Linked DNA regions of Mus musculus: all the other regions are linked to region 1. A link is a contact called in public Hi-C and HiChIP or PLAC-seq data. All regions are on one chromosome and are shown on one strand. The core of a region is the stretch at or near the end of the contact, and the rest is flanking DNA. Distances in the headings are between cores, read along the strand shown.

Evidence for each region. A called contact is a pair of places that touch in the nucleus more often than the background predicts. HiChIP or PLAC-seq counts read pairs in DNA pulled down with a chosen protein or histone mark.
Region 2: an H3K27ac HiChIP or PLAC-seq map of embryonic stem cells shows a contact between it and region 1, with 6 times the contacts expected there. The contact joins two enhancer-like sites. A contact is called at or near these places in 10 of 39 promoter capture datasets (the 3T3-L1 cell line, 3T3-L1-derived adipocytes, the C10 cell line and 6 more), 15 of 484 Hi-C or Micro-C datasets (B cells, the C10 cell line, the CH12 cell line and 10 more), 7 of 115 datasets of contacts at active chromatin or transcription factors (bone marrow-derived dendritic cells, embryonic basal ganglia, embryonic stem cells and 3 more) and 1 of 9 other capture datasets (embryonic stem cells).
Region 3: a Hi-C map of Th2 cells shows a contact between it and region 1, with 5 times the contacts expected there. The contact joins two enhancer-like sites. A contact is called at or near these places in 1 of 484 Hi-C or Micro-C datasets (Th2 cells) and 1 of 115 datasets of contacts at active chromatin or transcription factors (embryonic stem cells).

What each region holds. Positions count from the first base shown.
Region 1 is chr17:88,109,447-88,114,505 of GRCm38.p6, forward strand. No RefSeq gene overlaps it. Among named protein-coding and RNA genes, the nearest start is that of Gm4832, 14 kb to the right of the region's middle. Within about 2 kb of position 3,000, at least 139 of the 459 cell types and tissues checked have an H3K27ac peak or open chromatin away from gene starts, as enhancers often do. A contact at or near this core is called in the HPC-7 cell line, Th2 cells and embryonic stem cells, where this site is marked.
Region 2 is chr17:88,509,065-88,514,123 of GRCm38.p6, forward strand. No RefSeq gene overlaps it. Among named protein-coding and RNA genes, the nearest start is that of Ppp1r21, 19 kb to the right of the region's middle. Within about 2 kb of position 1,962, at least 85 of the 459 cell types and tissues checked have an H3K27ac peak or open chromatin away from gene starts, as enhancers often do. A contact at or near this core is called in the HPC-7 cell line and embryonic stem cells, where this site is marked.
Region 3 is chr17:88,476,736-88,481,794 of GRCm38.p6, forward strand. It overlaps Foxn2 (forkhead box N2), which reads left to right. Exons shown (of 6, transcript NM_180974.5): 4 at 2,541-2,605. Among named protein-coding and RNA genes, the nearest start is that of Foxn2, 39 kb to the left of the region's middle. Within about 2 kb of position 2,461, at least 21 of the 459 cell types and tissues checked have an H3K27ac peak or open chromatin away from gene starts, as enhancers often do. A contact at or near this core is called in Th2 cells, where this site is marked.

The DNA.
Region 1 (5,059 bases), core at 1,750-4,249:
CTCACATACATTAAATAAATAATTCTTTAAAAAAAAATAAAATCTTGGAAATGTTTCATTTAAAAAGCTTTTGCTGTGTGTGTGACTGTGTGTGTGTGTGTGTGTGTGAGTGTGTGAGTGTGTGTGTGAGTGTGTGTGTGTATGTGTGTGTGTGTGTTACATATGGAAGTCAGAGGACAGCTTCTGGGACTTGGGACTACTTCTACCATGTGGACTATGGGGATTGAATGTGGGTTGTCAGGTGTGGTGGTAAGCAATTTTACCTGCTAAGCCAACTCACTAGCCCAACTGAGTACAAGCTTTCAGGTTTTGGGCAGGGGTGTCATCCTGGGACACTGGGGAACCTTCTTTGATGTAGATAACAATCAACAAAGGCTGCTGCTCACTGCAATCAATCTCAGGCAGGACTGTATGTAAATATGCAGATAAGATTTAACATAATGAAGACAGGGTCTGCAGAGTTCAGGTTGCCATGGACTTCACTATGTAGCCCAGGCTAGCCTTGAACTGCTGATCTTATTTCTCAAGTTTGGGGAGCCAGTCATACCTTGTGATAGTTTGAATGCAATTGGCCTCCATGAGTTTGTACACCTGAGTGCTTAGTCACTAGGGAAGTACAACTCCTTCAGAAGGCTCAGGTGTGGCCTTGTTGGAAGAAGTATGTCACTGGGGTGGACTTTGAGGTTTCTTTAAAAAAAAAAAAAAGATTTATTTATTTATTTTATGTATATGAGTACACTGTAGCTGACTTCAGATGCACCAGAAGAGGGCATCAGATCTCATTACGGGTGGTTGTGAGCCACCATGTGGTTGCTGGGATTTGAACTCAGGACCTTCGGAAGAGCAGTCAGTGCTCTTACCTGCTGAGCCATCTCACCAGACTTTGAGGTTTCAAAAAGTCCATGTCAGACCTAGTCTCTCTTTCTTCCTTCCTCCCTCCCTCCCTCCCTCCCTCCCTCCCTCCCTCTCTCCCTCCCTCCCTCCTTCCTCCCTCCCTCCTTCCTTTCCCCTCCCTCTCTACCTCTCTTTCTCCCTTCCTCTTTCCTTCCCTCCCCCTCTCCCTTCCTTCCCCTCCCTTTCTCCCTCCCTCGCTCTGTGTCTTTCCCTCTCTCCCCTCCCTCCCTCCCTCCCTCCCTCCCTCCCTCCCTCCCTCCGTGGCTCCCCCCTCCCCCATCCCCACCCTGCTGCCTGAGGATCAAGATACAATGTCCTCCCTACTGCTCTTCTGCTCCCCACAGTGATATCCAAGGACTCGCTCTCTGCAACTGTAAGCAAACTTGCAACTAAGTTCTAAGAGTTTCCTTGTCATGGTGTCTCTTCCCATCAAGAAATCAGCAACTAAAACACAGCTGAAATGACTTAACATAACTTTAAAAACGTAAAAGTTCACTTATTTTATGGGTATGAGGGCTTTGCCTGCAGGTATGTGTGTGTGTGCCTGATGGCTACAGAGGTAATACACAGTACAGACATTGGCGCCTCTGGAACTGTAGTTACACATGGTTACAAGTCACCCTTGGGTGCTGGGAACTGAACCTGGGTCCTCTGCAAGAACAACAAGCATTGTTAACTGCTGAGCTCTCTCTTCAGCCTCTGATTTAACATACTTTTAAGAAAAGGAGAGGAAAAAAATATGCTTCCATCTAAATTGACTTATTTTAGAAAACAAAACAAAACAAGACAAAAACCCTAGGCATTTCGAGAGCCATCTGGGAGAGCCAAAGGAGATGCTCATCTCTCAGCCTTTCCAGTGTTCGTCCTCTTGGCTGTCCACCAAAGAGAGCAGGACGGGACATCAACCAGCAGAAAGCTGAGGTTTAAGTGTCCCATAGCTGTGATCAATCCTCTGCGTTATTTGTTTTGGAAAGACTAAAATCTGAAACGTTTCGCATTAGAGCACGTTGCTGCGATTTCCTTCTCTCCCCCACCCCCTTCTTTTCATGGGGAGGTGGGAGATTTTATTTTAGTTAAATGTTTTTGTTTTTAAAACTATGGATGGAGGAAAAGAAAATGCTTTGCTGGCGCACAGCAGACTTTCCCATAAAACTGTCTTTGGCCATGAACTAAACACAACAGACGTTGTGCCAAGAGGGGCTTATGCCTTTCCTTTATTTCTCCTGCAAAGGAAAAAAAAAAAAAAAAAAAAAAACCAAAAAACAAAACCCAAGCACAGGATCAAAATTAAGCCCGAATGAAAACCACATTTCCAACCCCACCAAGGCTTCTATCCTACCTCTCTCTAGAGTCACTTAAAGCGTTGCTTTTATAACAATCACAAGCTGGGCAGTGGTGGCACATGTCTGTAATCCCAGCAGGTGGGAGGCAGAGGCAGGCAGATCTCTGGGAGTTCAAAGACAGCCTGGTCTACAGAGTAACTACCAGGACAGCCAGGGCTACACAAAAAAGGAAACACTGTCTCAACAAAACAAAAACAAACAAAAAAACCCAAAATCAAACAAAACACCAAACCCACCTTAAATAGCCAAGTTATGGGTCTTTTCACTGTGCTTCCAGAGCAGTGAGCAAGAACTCTGTGAGATGAGATCACTACCGTGTTGAGCAGGCGCAGTAAAACCACCTAATTTGACTGGTAGTTCCCAGGCAGCCCCATGAGCCACAGCTGCTGAAAGCTGCTGTCTGGCAGGTACTTGACTACTCTGGTGACTTCTACGCTGGTAACTTGTGCAGCACGAAGGTCCACTGGCTGGCAGTTTCAGCTCTAGTCATTGAAACCAGAGACTTGGAAAACTGGACACAAGAAAGCCACTGCATTGGCTGGGACAATCCTCTGTCCAGACAAATCCCATAAAGTGAATTACATGACTTTTTCTGGAGAGATATCAAGAAACATTTGTTCAGCCCAGATACAACAGTGACAGGCATAAACAAGCTATTCCACTCACCCCCCCGGCTGGTGAACCCATGAACTTACTGGGGTCACATACGAGAGTATGAGTTACTCGTGGGTGCACGGGTGACTCAGTAGGAAGTTCCACCCCAGCAGGTGTGGCAACACAGAAAGCTTTGTCACCAAGTTTCACCCAAAATGGGCTTTCCAGGGTGTATTCTACCCACCTTCCCCCACACAGAGTTCCGGGGCAGGGTAGAAGTGGGGGATGGGACTTCCGCTGACCTCCTACCCTTGCTCCCATCAAAGAAAGTCCTTAGCTCTGTCCTCATTACCCTGAATTAGCTGTCATTACGTTCTGCTTGTTTTCTTGGCATGACTGTGGGTCTGAGGTCCCCTATAAGTCACCACAGCCATTTTTGCTCCATAGCTACAGGTGGGAACATTCTTTTCTACCTGAGATAAAAGAGCTGTGCTGGTGGGATTTAAGGAAGACAGCCAACACTTTGCCAGAAGTTGCAATTTAAAATTCAGACATATTCTCTCCACCTTTAGGCTTGAATTTCAATTCCTTTATTCTAGAAAATGAAGGGTTTTGGATATATTATAGGAAATAATATTTACATTCATGTGGTTACATATCATCTACATTGTGAATATTCCCATTATATTTAAACTTCATGGGGATTAGGAAAAGATTTCCTAGGTATAAAAATAATAGGAGTAAGGTTAGTAAGCAAAATCATGAATACACTTCATTTCATAAAAATGTAATACTTCTCTACAGCAAGAGAAACTATAAATAAGTCCAAGTCAGATGATACATGGGAAAGTACTTATAACATGAATAAAAGGTTAAAATGCTTGCCAATGAGGAACTGGCACATAGCAATCAGGAAAAAAAAAATAGATGCTACTATTTCACTGTGCAAGCGCACAAGCCTGGTGTGGCGCTGTGCGTCTGGAATTCTGTAAAAGATGTCTTGCCATTGTGAGGCGCTGGGCAGATCATTATTTGTTTAATATACAAGGTATCTGAGCCCCTCTCTGCCTGACTGGATCACATACGTCTAATTGTAGAAGAGTAAACCACAAAGTACTAGAGAAAAGGGCCCCAGAGGAGCATCTGTACATGCTTGGAGTGGGCAGAGATGACGTCAGCAGGTCTTATAAAAAGTACCAGCCATTTGTGACGGCACTAAAGGTCTTAAAACTTCTGTTAATGCAGCAATACTGTTATGAGAGTGAAAAAGAGGAACTTGCAGAGTGGACGGAGATATTTCCATACCGTTCAACGTAGTGGGTATGAAAATAAGCAGACCTGAGCAGATGGGGAGAGTCATATCAAAACCACAAAGGGAGGACTAAATAACGGGTCCGTGCAAGCACAGAGAATATGCCTGTCACCAGAATAGCTAGAATCTTAAGGTCTGAGAGCACCAAGTGTTGACACAGAGCCACTGCAACTTCCACACCTTGCAGATGCAGAAACTGTTAAAGTCACTTTGGACAGTTGACAATATCTATGAAAGCTAAACATGTGGGGCCCAATCATTCCACTTCTAAGAAACTCTCAGAAGTAGTGGGCATTTATTTCCCAAAAGATACTTTATAGGGAAAATACTAATGGGAAACCACCCAAGTGCTCACCATGGGGTGAGTGAGCCATGACATCTTCACACGGAACAACCCACAGCCGCATCTAACGCATGAGGGACTGTTATAAAAAGGACTTAGTGGTGAGGATACTGGGTAACGCCATGCTAGAGCGCCGACCTAGTGTGGCCACGGCCCTGGGTTCTACTCCTAGCGCTGAAATTTAGGGAAAAGAAAGAGTTCGTTCATTCCAACCCCATTTATAAGACATTTTTAAAAGTTAAAAAATATTATTTTTCACGTTTGTAATATTATAAATCACCTGTTCTGAAAACTGTGTTTAGCAAATGGAAATATGTATCAAGATTTCCAAACGCCAATTGGGTACACACCTTTTACTCTCAGCACTCAGGAGGCAGAGGCAGAGGAATCCAAGTTTGAGGCCAGCCTGGTCTACAAAATACAAGAGTTCCAGGATGGCTAAGGTTGCCCTGTAAGTTGTGGTTGTCCATGCTTAAGGGAGAATTATAGATACTCAACAGATACTCACGTAGATTTATATTTAAATATATTTATACTAGGGCTATCATGACAATAGCTTGTGGGTTAAGCATC
Region 2 (5,059 bases), core at 712-3,211, 400 kb after region 1:
GGTGGAATCAGCAAAGCTGCAAGCTAGTGCTTTGATTTCTCTTTTAGAGCCGCGTTTCCCAGTAGCTGGCCACTCCCACAGTTACCCCCTTTGGAACAGTTCAGAAAGCCTGCCCATGCCTTCTGCTTCTCTCTCTTCCTTGCCTGTGCCACGCCAGTCCCTCCCTTTGCTGTTCCCCAAATGTGCTGCACACCCTCTGCTCCCAATGCCCAGGGCCCCGCCCCCAGGCGCCTACACCTCTCATCTGTGAGTCACCATTCAAGAGTCACTTCTCCCTCTCCAACTCCCCTGACCTCTTCCCCTTTCTACTGCCAACAAAATTCTGACTTAGTGTAGCATGCATCACTAGAATGCCCCTCCAGGAGGTCAAGTATTTGACTGTCCTCTGTACAGCTGTGTCCCATAGCTCAACCCAGTGTCCCTCGGTAAGCCACTCATGTACCCACTGACTGGGGGACCAGATCAGTTCCCATCTCCTTTGTAATCTTGCCAAGCTCTACACTTCTCTCCACCACGGGAGCGTCTCACTCACTACCCAGCCCCGACTGTGGCTGTATATGAATTCTTCAGTACCTACCTCAGTGCCCAGTGCACATGACAGCCAGAATTTTTTTTATATTATATATTTTTTAAAGATTTATTTATTTATTATATGTAAGTACACTGTAGCTGTCTTCAGACACCCCAGAAGAGGGCGTCAGATTTCGTTATGGATGGTTGTGAGCCACCATGTGGTTGCTGGGATTTGAACTCCAGACCTTTTGGAAGAGCAGTCGGGTACTCTTACCCACTGAGCCATCTCGTCAGCCCGACAGCCAGAATTTAATTATCACAGTCCTCGTGATAGCACCGTTTGGATGGCCCGGAGTGGGCAGGGATCAGGAGATTTGGAGAATGTGGGACAAAAGATGGTGGTCTTCTGTAGTCTCAGCTTTGAACATGACAGGTATATTCTCTCTCTCTCTCTCTCTCTCTCTCTCTCTCTCTCTCTCTCTCTCTCTCTCTCCTTCCCTCCCTCTCTCTCCTCTCTTTCTGGATAGGGCTAACCTAGAACCCACCCCCTAAGTAAACAAGGCTGTCTTGGAACTCACAGAGAGCCACCTGTCTCTGCCTCCCCAGTGCTGGGATTGAAGGCGTGACTACAGAAAGCACCAGAAAGGGGAAAAAAAAAAAAGTATCCTTTGTCGTGCTCCTCCCAATCTCTCTCATCAGCTGTCATTCCTGTCTTTGCGAAGCCTTCCTCTCCCTTGCTCCCCAGGCCTGTTTTGTACACAGAGGCAGTGCCTCAGTGATGAGGGGCTTTCAGAAGGTTTCTTGTTCTCAAATACTTTCTTACATCCCAGCGCTGCGATCCTTGGGGTCTGTTTGCACAGTCTCAGGGGAGAAAATGACAGACGTGGAGGATATTTTTAATTTTCAAATGGCTTTATGGGGGTTCAGTGCTTGCCTGGCATAATGATCCCAGCACTCAGGGAGGCCGGAGTTATAAGTCACCCTTAGATTTTCTTAGAGATCCAGGCTAGCTGGGCAAATGAGTGTGTATCAAAAAAGCAAACAAGTCGTTATGTCCCTTAGAGTTTAGTGAGAGTCAGAAGTGTGGGGATGTATGACTGTAGTTAAAGCTTAGACAGAATTGCTGGGAGTCCGCAAAGCACCCTTAACCTGAACTCACAGGGTTTGGGAGAGAGCGTTGGATGTAGCTGCTTCATAGAGAAAACCGGGCAGCCGTCGGTGGAGTGGGGGTGCGGGCAAGGGGTTAGAATCCACACTGACTGAATTGTACGGATCTGGGGGACAGCGGTCAGACTGAGACAGGCCTTCAGCACCCCGTATTTCCAAGGGCTTTCTTGAACAGGTTGGAAATAGCCCAGGCAAATCGCATTGAGAAGGGTGCTTCAACTCTCACCCTCTCCTCCAGCCCCTTGTCCTAGTCTAAAAGCCTTGCTTGTGTTTCTGAAGGTGGCCCGGAACTCGCTGGGTTCCAGGAAGAAAAGGCCGAGGGGGCTGCAGCGTCTGGTCTGTGACCCCTTACTGCTTTGGGTCTGTTCATCCCAGCCACAGGTGCTCCCCGCCCCCAACGCTGCCCAGGCCGCCCAGGACAAAGGAAGGGTTGTGCCTGCATAAGAGGGCTATTTGCCTCCTTGCCCAGCCATCACGTGAGGACAAAGGGTCCACACCCTAACTCAGCTGAAAGAGTGCAAAGTGTCCCAACACGCCCTGCAAAAGGACTTACTGATTTTCCAGTTAAGAATTTGCCTAACCTGTTCTGTTCAAACAGGCTAATTGTTTCCTGAAAAAGATGAAGTCACTAGAGAGACGTGCCTAAACAATTGCTACCAGTGGTCATGGGCGTGCCTCAGATTGGTAACCAGTTTCAGGACTGTCACCTCAAGTGGCTGCAAATTTGGTGATGGCGCGCTCCCTGGTGGCAAAATGAGGTTATACCAGGCAGAAAACAGCTTGAGAAAGCCAATGGAACGGAGACCTTGAAAATAGGGAAGAGGGGCGATAGGTTTGTGGGACGTTTGTGGTTTTCTTTCTTTCTTTCTTTCTTTCTTTCTTTCTTTCTTTCTTTCTTTCTTTCTTTCTTTCTTTCTTTCTTTCTTTCTTTCTTTCTTTCTTTCCTTCCTTCCTTCCTTCCTTCCTTCCTTCTTTCTTTCTTTCTTTCTTTCTTTCTTTCTTTTTTTTTTTGGTTTTTCGAGACAGGGTTTCTCTGTATACTCCTGGCTGTCCTGGAACTCACTTTGTAGACCAGGCTGGCCTCGAACTCAGAAATCTGCCTGCCTCTGCCTCCCGAGTTCTGGGATTAAAGGCGTGTGCCACCACGCCCGGCTTGTGGTTATTTCTTAATAAATATCTGTTGGCTGGGCTGGGGCATTGAGTGGTTAGTGGGTGGACCGGTGGTTCATGCCTGCCATCCCATCCAGCTCTTGGACCATGGAGTGAGGAGTCGTCAAGGCTAATCTTGGCTTTTACAGCAAATTCTAGACCAGCCTGGGACTCAAAACCGACCAACAAAAAAATGAAATATAACCCACCAGGTGTGTGGATTTTAATAATAAAAGTGAACAATCTGCCCAAAGCCGAAGCAGAGAAGGGGTCTCTAGTCTGATCGACATTACTGCGACTGAGTCTCCTGTATTCCGAAGACTTTTTTTTTTTTTTGGCTGTGAAATTTTTAGAATAGACACTAGAGAAAAGTGAAAATAACTATTAGGCCCGTGTGTCAGAACATGGAGTTTGGCACACCCCAGTTTTTGCCACTCCCCTTACTCCCGTTTCCTTCTTCCCTGCACAAATGTAACCCATGTGAGTATTATGTTGCTTTACCTTAAGGCTGTGGGATACGTTGTTGGAATGGAGGGGCTTTTCTAGCACACTTCGCCACATCTAGTATACACTAGAGTGGTCTACTGGGGTTGCACTCTGCTCACCTTGGGATTTTCTTCAAAATGTTTCTCAATTGTTTGTGGGTCCCAGAAGTCCACACAGCACTGTGTTGCTCTGTCTCTTAGTTCTGTGCCCTGCCTCTCTCTCTCTCTCTCTCTCTCTCTCTCTCTCTCTCTCTCTCTCTCTCTCTCCTTTTCTCTTTCACCCATCCTTCCCTCCCTCAAATAACACTCCCCTACATACACTGAAACACCCAGCTAGGGTTTGCAGGCTAGCTCAGCAGGTAAAGCCACTTGCTGCCAAGCCTGCTAACCTGAGTTCCATCACCGGAGGGCCACATGGTGGGAGGAGAGAACAAACTCGGGCAAGATGTCCTCTGACCTCCACATGAGTGCCTATAGGACACACACATGCTTATCCCCACACATAGACACATAGATAAATAATTGCTATACATTTTTATAAACAAACGCGTAGTCGTTCCACACACGGTTGGATGAATTTTGACAAGTGTGCTGCAACTGATCCTCTTTCTTCCCAGGCTAAAGAACATGTCCATGACCGCACAGAGTGGCCCCTATGACACTCAGTGAACACTGTTCTTGGTTCTTTTGCTGGGTGTCTTGCCTGCTCTAAATCCCATATTAAGAAGGTCATTGCAGAATGCTGTGTGCTGCTTTTCATACTCTACATGATGCTTTGAGTTTCCCCCACACCGTGGTTCATTCTTTTCTGTGGCTACATTGTATCCTATCCATAGATATCCACTGCTTGGCAGTTAGACTGCTTCCAGGTGGAACTGCTATAAATCAAAATGCTCTGTCTTTTCATGTGTCTGTCTTTGTGTGCATGTGTGTGTGTGTTCACATGTGTTTGTGTGTGTCTATGTGTATGTGCATGCAAATCTGTGTGTACATCTTGTTTTTTTGTTTTGTTTTTCAAGACAGGGTTTCTCTGTATAGCCCTGGCTTTCCTGGAACTCACTTTGTAGACCAGGCTGGCCTTGAACTCAGAAATCTGCCTGCCTCTGCCTCCCAAGTGCTGGGATTAAAAGCGTGCGCCACCACTGCCCGGCTACATCTTGTTTTATTGTAACAAAGCATCTGAGTGCTTTTGTATCTTTTTGTGTTCTCACTTCTCTTGGTCTTCCTGCTCCTCTCAGATAACTGGTCACAGTATCTGTAACGCTGTAAGAAAACCCTATACTCTTCCTCACCTGAGACACTTCTTGTTCTTCCTCTACTGCAGATGTGTAGTAGTTTACTCCTCTACAGAACAACCTCTTTATGGTGTCCTTCTAACCCTGGGTTTCCTGTGAACTGTAGATCTGAAGCCCAGGAGAAATCCTTTGGTGACAGCACCAGAGGTGTGCTGTTGTATAGTTCTTCCCCATACCACAAGCCCTTCAGTGCTGTCTTAGCCAGTGTTCTATTGCTGTGAAGAAACAACAGCAGCTCTTCTAGAGGAAAACATTTACGTGGGGCTGGCTTCCAGTTCAGAGATTTAGTCCATTATCGTCATGGTGGGAAGCATGGTGGCGTGTGGTCAACATGGTGCTGGTGAGGTAGCTGAGAGTTCTACATCCTAGTTGGGATGTAGAAGGAAGAGAGTGAGACACTGGGCCTGGCTTGAGAATCTGAGACTTCAAAGCCCACCCCCAGTGACACAG
Region 3 (5,059 bases), core at 1,211-3,710, 370 kb after region 1:
ATTTAGGCCCAGTCTCCTGACCTGCCAGTGTGAATCCTGTCATGGAGTCAGCCTGACTCTGTCCTCCCACTGTTGCCTAAATCATTCCCCCTCAGTCATGGGCCATTTCGAATCCTTGAGATGTTTCTGTGGACTGCTATTGTTGTTTTAGAATCATTAATTGAACAGTGGAAATCTGTTCCTTAACAAACCTAACTGAAGGATTGATTATGTAGGGATTATAAGTCAAGGCCAACCTCAGTAGCCTAAGAGGGTCAGGGCAGAGGCCATGGAGACCTGTTGAAGAGGGACTCAAACTAACCCTGAGACTGTTGTTTTGTTTGTTTGTTTTATACTGTCTTTCTGATTAAGGCCGTGGATTTTTTTGGCCATCCCTTAGTAGTCAGCATAAAAACAACATTCCTTACCTAAGGCAGCTGGAGGAACAAGAAGTCTAGGCCTCTTCTGTTTTGTAAGACTGCTTCTGCCAGGGAGGACAGGGCACCCTGCAGGGCCGTGATGGACTTTCCTGTCTCCTGTATATCTGCATCTATAGCCATCCGTAGAGCCTTGTAATTTTTATCCTCAGTTACTAGGACTGAGACTCCTACACTAGCAGCTCCTGCCAGCCCTACGCCCAGGAAAGAACCTGGTAACACAGTGGGGGTGGCCATTCTTCTTACAGTTGGTTCGATGCAGTGGGACCTCACTGGGGCAAAAGCGTGGTGGGTCCTGATGAGGGAGCAATGGTGGGCTGCGGCAGAGGTTGGGGGGTGGTTGGTTGGGCCTTGTTGGGGCCTCGGGACTGTGGGTCTCAAGAGGCTACCTTAGAGCAGTTAGACATTAAACAGGAGTCCCAAGTCATAGGCAGAGATGTAAAGTCTTAGTCCCAATGTCTGAAGTGTCCGTGTTGGAATATGCCTTTATTAATTAAGATAAATTTAAGGGTTGGTTGTCTTTGGTGCTTAGTTTGTTTTTTCAAAAGTCTGAAAGGTTATTAATTTTCAAATACATACAGAGGAAGAAAACTAAAATGAAATCTCACTGAAACAAATTGAGAATTTCCTATTGTAGTTTATTTGAATTCTTGAGAATTGTTAACAAAAGGTTATGGTTGAATGTTGTAAACAACCAGGAGAGTGAAGTTGCAATGTCAGCAGCCTCACTTCTGGGACATTACCTCAGCAGCATAGAAGGAACCAGGAGGATGTGTATCCTTATCAAACAAGAGTTTTAAGGAAGTGGTTGGAGCCAGGAGTAGTATTGCATACCTTTAATCCCAGAACTCAGGAGGCAAAGGGAGGCAGATCTCTGTGAGTTCAAGGCCAGCCTGGTCTATTTGTTGAAACCCTGTCTCAAAAAAAAAAAAAAAAACCAACCCAACACCAAAAAGAGAGAGAGAGAGATCACGGCTTTGGAATTGAGTTGTTCTTTTTAGTTAACATTGGTGCCTGTGTGCTATTCTGATTAGCAGTTTGGAGCTAAAAGAAGTATCGTTAATAGTTGATTTATTTAGCTATGCTCTTCATTAAAGATAAAGTGGGAGACTGGCACTGTTTGTAAGACATCACAAATATGTTTCACTATGTCTTTATTTTTTATTTTTTTTAAATATATATTTTTTAAGATTTTTATTTATTATTGTATCTAAGTACACTGTAGCTGTCTTCAGATGCACCAGAAGAGGGTGTCAGATCTCATTATGGGTGGTTGTGAGCCACCATGTGGTTGCTGGGATTTGAACTCAGGACCTTTGGAAGAGCAGTCGGTGTTCTTAACCACTGAGCCATCTCTCCAGCCCTCACTATGTCTTTATTTACATTGGTTAATCTTTAGCTTTATCATTATAATGTATTTCATTAAATACATTAATGCAAATTAATATAAAATAATAACCTTTCAGACTTGAAAAAACAAACTTTAAGTATTATACAAAAGTGATTTTTGCCTTTTTTTTTTTAAAGGAGATTGCATAACAGCATGGGGTTTGTTACTTATTGGCTTTAAAACATTTTAAAGCTTTTTATTCTGTTTTGCTGTTTCCTTCTGAGATGTTTTTGTGTAACCCTCCCATAATTTATAACTATGGGAAAAAGGATGGCATTTATGTAGAAACTGAATAGGAATTAATTTCACTTTAAAGGATTATTCTCTATAATCACAAAGAGAATCCCCTAACCCCCCAAAAGTTTTCATTTTTATACTAAAAATCTCTTGGAATTTCACTCCTATTAGCGTTATACCAAATTTAAATATGTGATATAAAAACTAAATTTTTATTTATTCATTGTTCAAGGCATTTAAAACACATCAATTTATAATTGATATAAAAATACTATGTGAGAAAACTTCTTTGTTCTAACGGTGACCATATAATTATTTTGAGAGTCGCCCTTTGCACACTTCCTCCCTGAGCAGACTCTCTAGCCTTCGTGCGTTAGCAGAGGGAGCGAGGCAGATGCTGCGTGCGGGTTTCAGGGTGTGTGGGTTATGACTAGGCTCTGCTCTGTAGGAGATGAGACGATAGCAAGTAAGCAGTGTGTCTTCTCTTCCGTTTTCAGTGCTGCTTTATCACCTCACTGCTTAAGCTCTGCTCTCAAGCAAAGCCAAGTGCAAACTCTCCAAGGTAAGTGCGAGCCGCCGTGCTGGGTCACGGAGCATTGTTAATGAGATCTAGGAGTTGTAGGAGAATAAGAAATAAACTTCTGGAGAAAAAGTAAAAGTCCTCTTTTACCGACATTTGGTGTGGTAAATGCATGTTTTCCTCCAATAACTCATAGTGCACAGGCATTTTATCCTCTTCTTCATTGGTTTTATGTATATTTTTCCTTGAATGTGGCATTTAATTTCTTAGTAATATTTTCATTGGAGTTACTTTTTCCTAATATTATGTGGCCCATGATAATGCAACATTTATGAAAAAGTTGAAGAAGAAAGAGAACAATAATATTTTGAGACATAGTATCTACTATAGCTGCAGGAGTACTTGTGACCTTGTGCTAAAGAATTTTACCATCCCATAGATTAGGATATAGTTCAGAATATTTTTTAAAGATTTATTTATTTATTTAATGTATATGAGTACACTGTAGCTGTACAGATGGTTGTGAGCCATGTGGTTGCTGGGATTTAAACTCAGGACCTTAGGAAAAGCAGTCAGGGCTCTTAACCACTGAGCCATCTCACCAACCCGTTCAGAATATTTTTTACAAGTTTAGACTAAAGGGCTTTAATTTGGACTAGTGAATTGGCTTCTTATAAAGGAATTTTGGGGCTATTACCCACCACCACCACTTTAATTTTTATGGCATTTTGATATTTAATGGGTTCTGGCTGATCTTCCCTAACTCCTCCTGTCCACCATTGTCCCGCCCCCACCTAACTCTTCCATCTCCAATGCTCTAACTTTCTTTTTTGTCTTTGTTGGTTGATTGGTTGTTTTTTATTGTTGTTTGTTTGTTTGTAAGACAGTCTATGTGACCCTGGCTGGCCTAGAACTCTTAGGTAGACAGGCTAGCCCCAAACTCACAGCGATCCATCAGATGCTGCTGCTTAAGGGCTGAGATTACAGGCTGTGTCACCACACCCTGCTCATCCACCCCACACGTGTTTATTTTATTACCGTCTCTATCGCTCTCCCTTCTCAGGGGGCCCTTACCAGTGTCCCCACATCTACCTGTCTGAGTGCTCACCTAGGTACGCATATGTGACACGCAGAGGCTGAGCTCCACTTGGAGAGAACACGCTCTCTCTATCCTCGTGGGCCAGGGTTACCTCACTCTGCACCTCCATCTCTTCTCCTCAGGTTGCACGGTTTCCTGTTGACTGCCGAGTAAAAGTCTGTTGTGTGTGTGTACGTTTCGTTATCCTTTCATCTGCCTGTGGACATCTAGCTAATGCCACTGCTTTGCTGTGTGAGTCATGAACGTACAGATGTACGAGCATCTCAGAGTAAGATATGGAGACCTGAGTGCTCTAGCTGGGTCATACAAATTTCTACCTTTAGTCTTTGGAAATTTTCCACACTGATCTTCATTGTAGCTGCAGGAGTGAATAATGGTGACCCCTTTTCCACAATCACCACTTGTCACTTGTTTTCTTGATGGGAGCCACTCTGACATCGTTTAGAGGCTTTTTAAAAAACACAAAACTAACAGTCTCATATAGCCCAGTTGGCCTCTTAACTTGCTATGACCTTGAACTTCTACCCCCATCTCCAGAATATTGGCATAACAGGCATGCAGCAGCTTTATGTTGTGCTGGGGGTGAACCCAGGGCTTCATTCGTGCTGGCAAATTTTGTACCAAGACTACATTCCCAGCCTTCCTTGGCAAGTTGTTTTTTTGTTTTTTTGTTTTTTTGTTTTTTTTTAATTTGGTTGTTTGCTACTTAATTTTTTTAAAAAATTCCTTTGGATATACTCGGAACAGATTCTCTGTTGTGTGTAGTTGGGAAAGGTCCTCTTCCACCCTTCCTCATTCAGAATCAGCCGTTAGCTGTTACACAGAAAGCTGTCTGATTAGGAGAGTCTCCATTTGTCTGTTGTTGGTCTTACTTCCTTTGTGACTGTCCTTATCAGAAAGTCTTTATCTATGCCTGCATCTCCAGGGTATATCCTACTTTTTCCTCCAGCAACACCAATATTGAGGGAATTCTTTTGTGTTGTAAAAACAAATCCAGAGATGTATTGTTTCTTTCTGGAGGTGCTAAGACTCAAAGCCTTGTGAGCTTTAGCAAGCTCCACACCACAGCACATCATGTCAGATGAGCAGAGATGAGGCACTTGCAAGCATCCTACGGAGGAACAGACCTGTGCTCCTGTGGGAAAACAGGCTGGAACCACAAGGGTCTCCTCTGGAAGAAACAAAATTTGAATGCAATGAAACAAGAGCAAGAATAGATTCTAAGAACTTCCTAGAATTCACAAAAACTGTGTTGGGGTTGTGTCTTACTGTCTATGGTAATGTTGAGCGTGATCCTCCAGACCCAGAGTCTGCACACAGCCTTGGTTGCCAGCAGCGGCTCCTTCCTTGCTCTTCTTGCTTGGGCAGATGAGGGTTCCTTCCCTAGCCACAGCGAG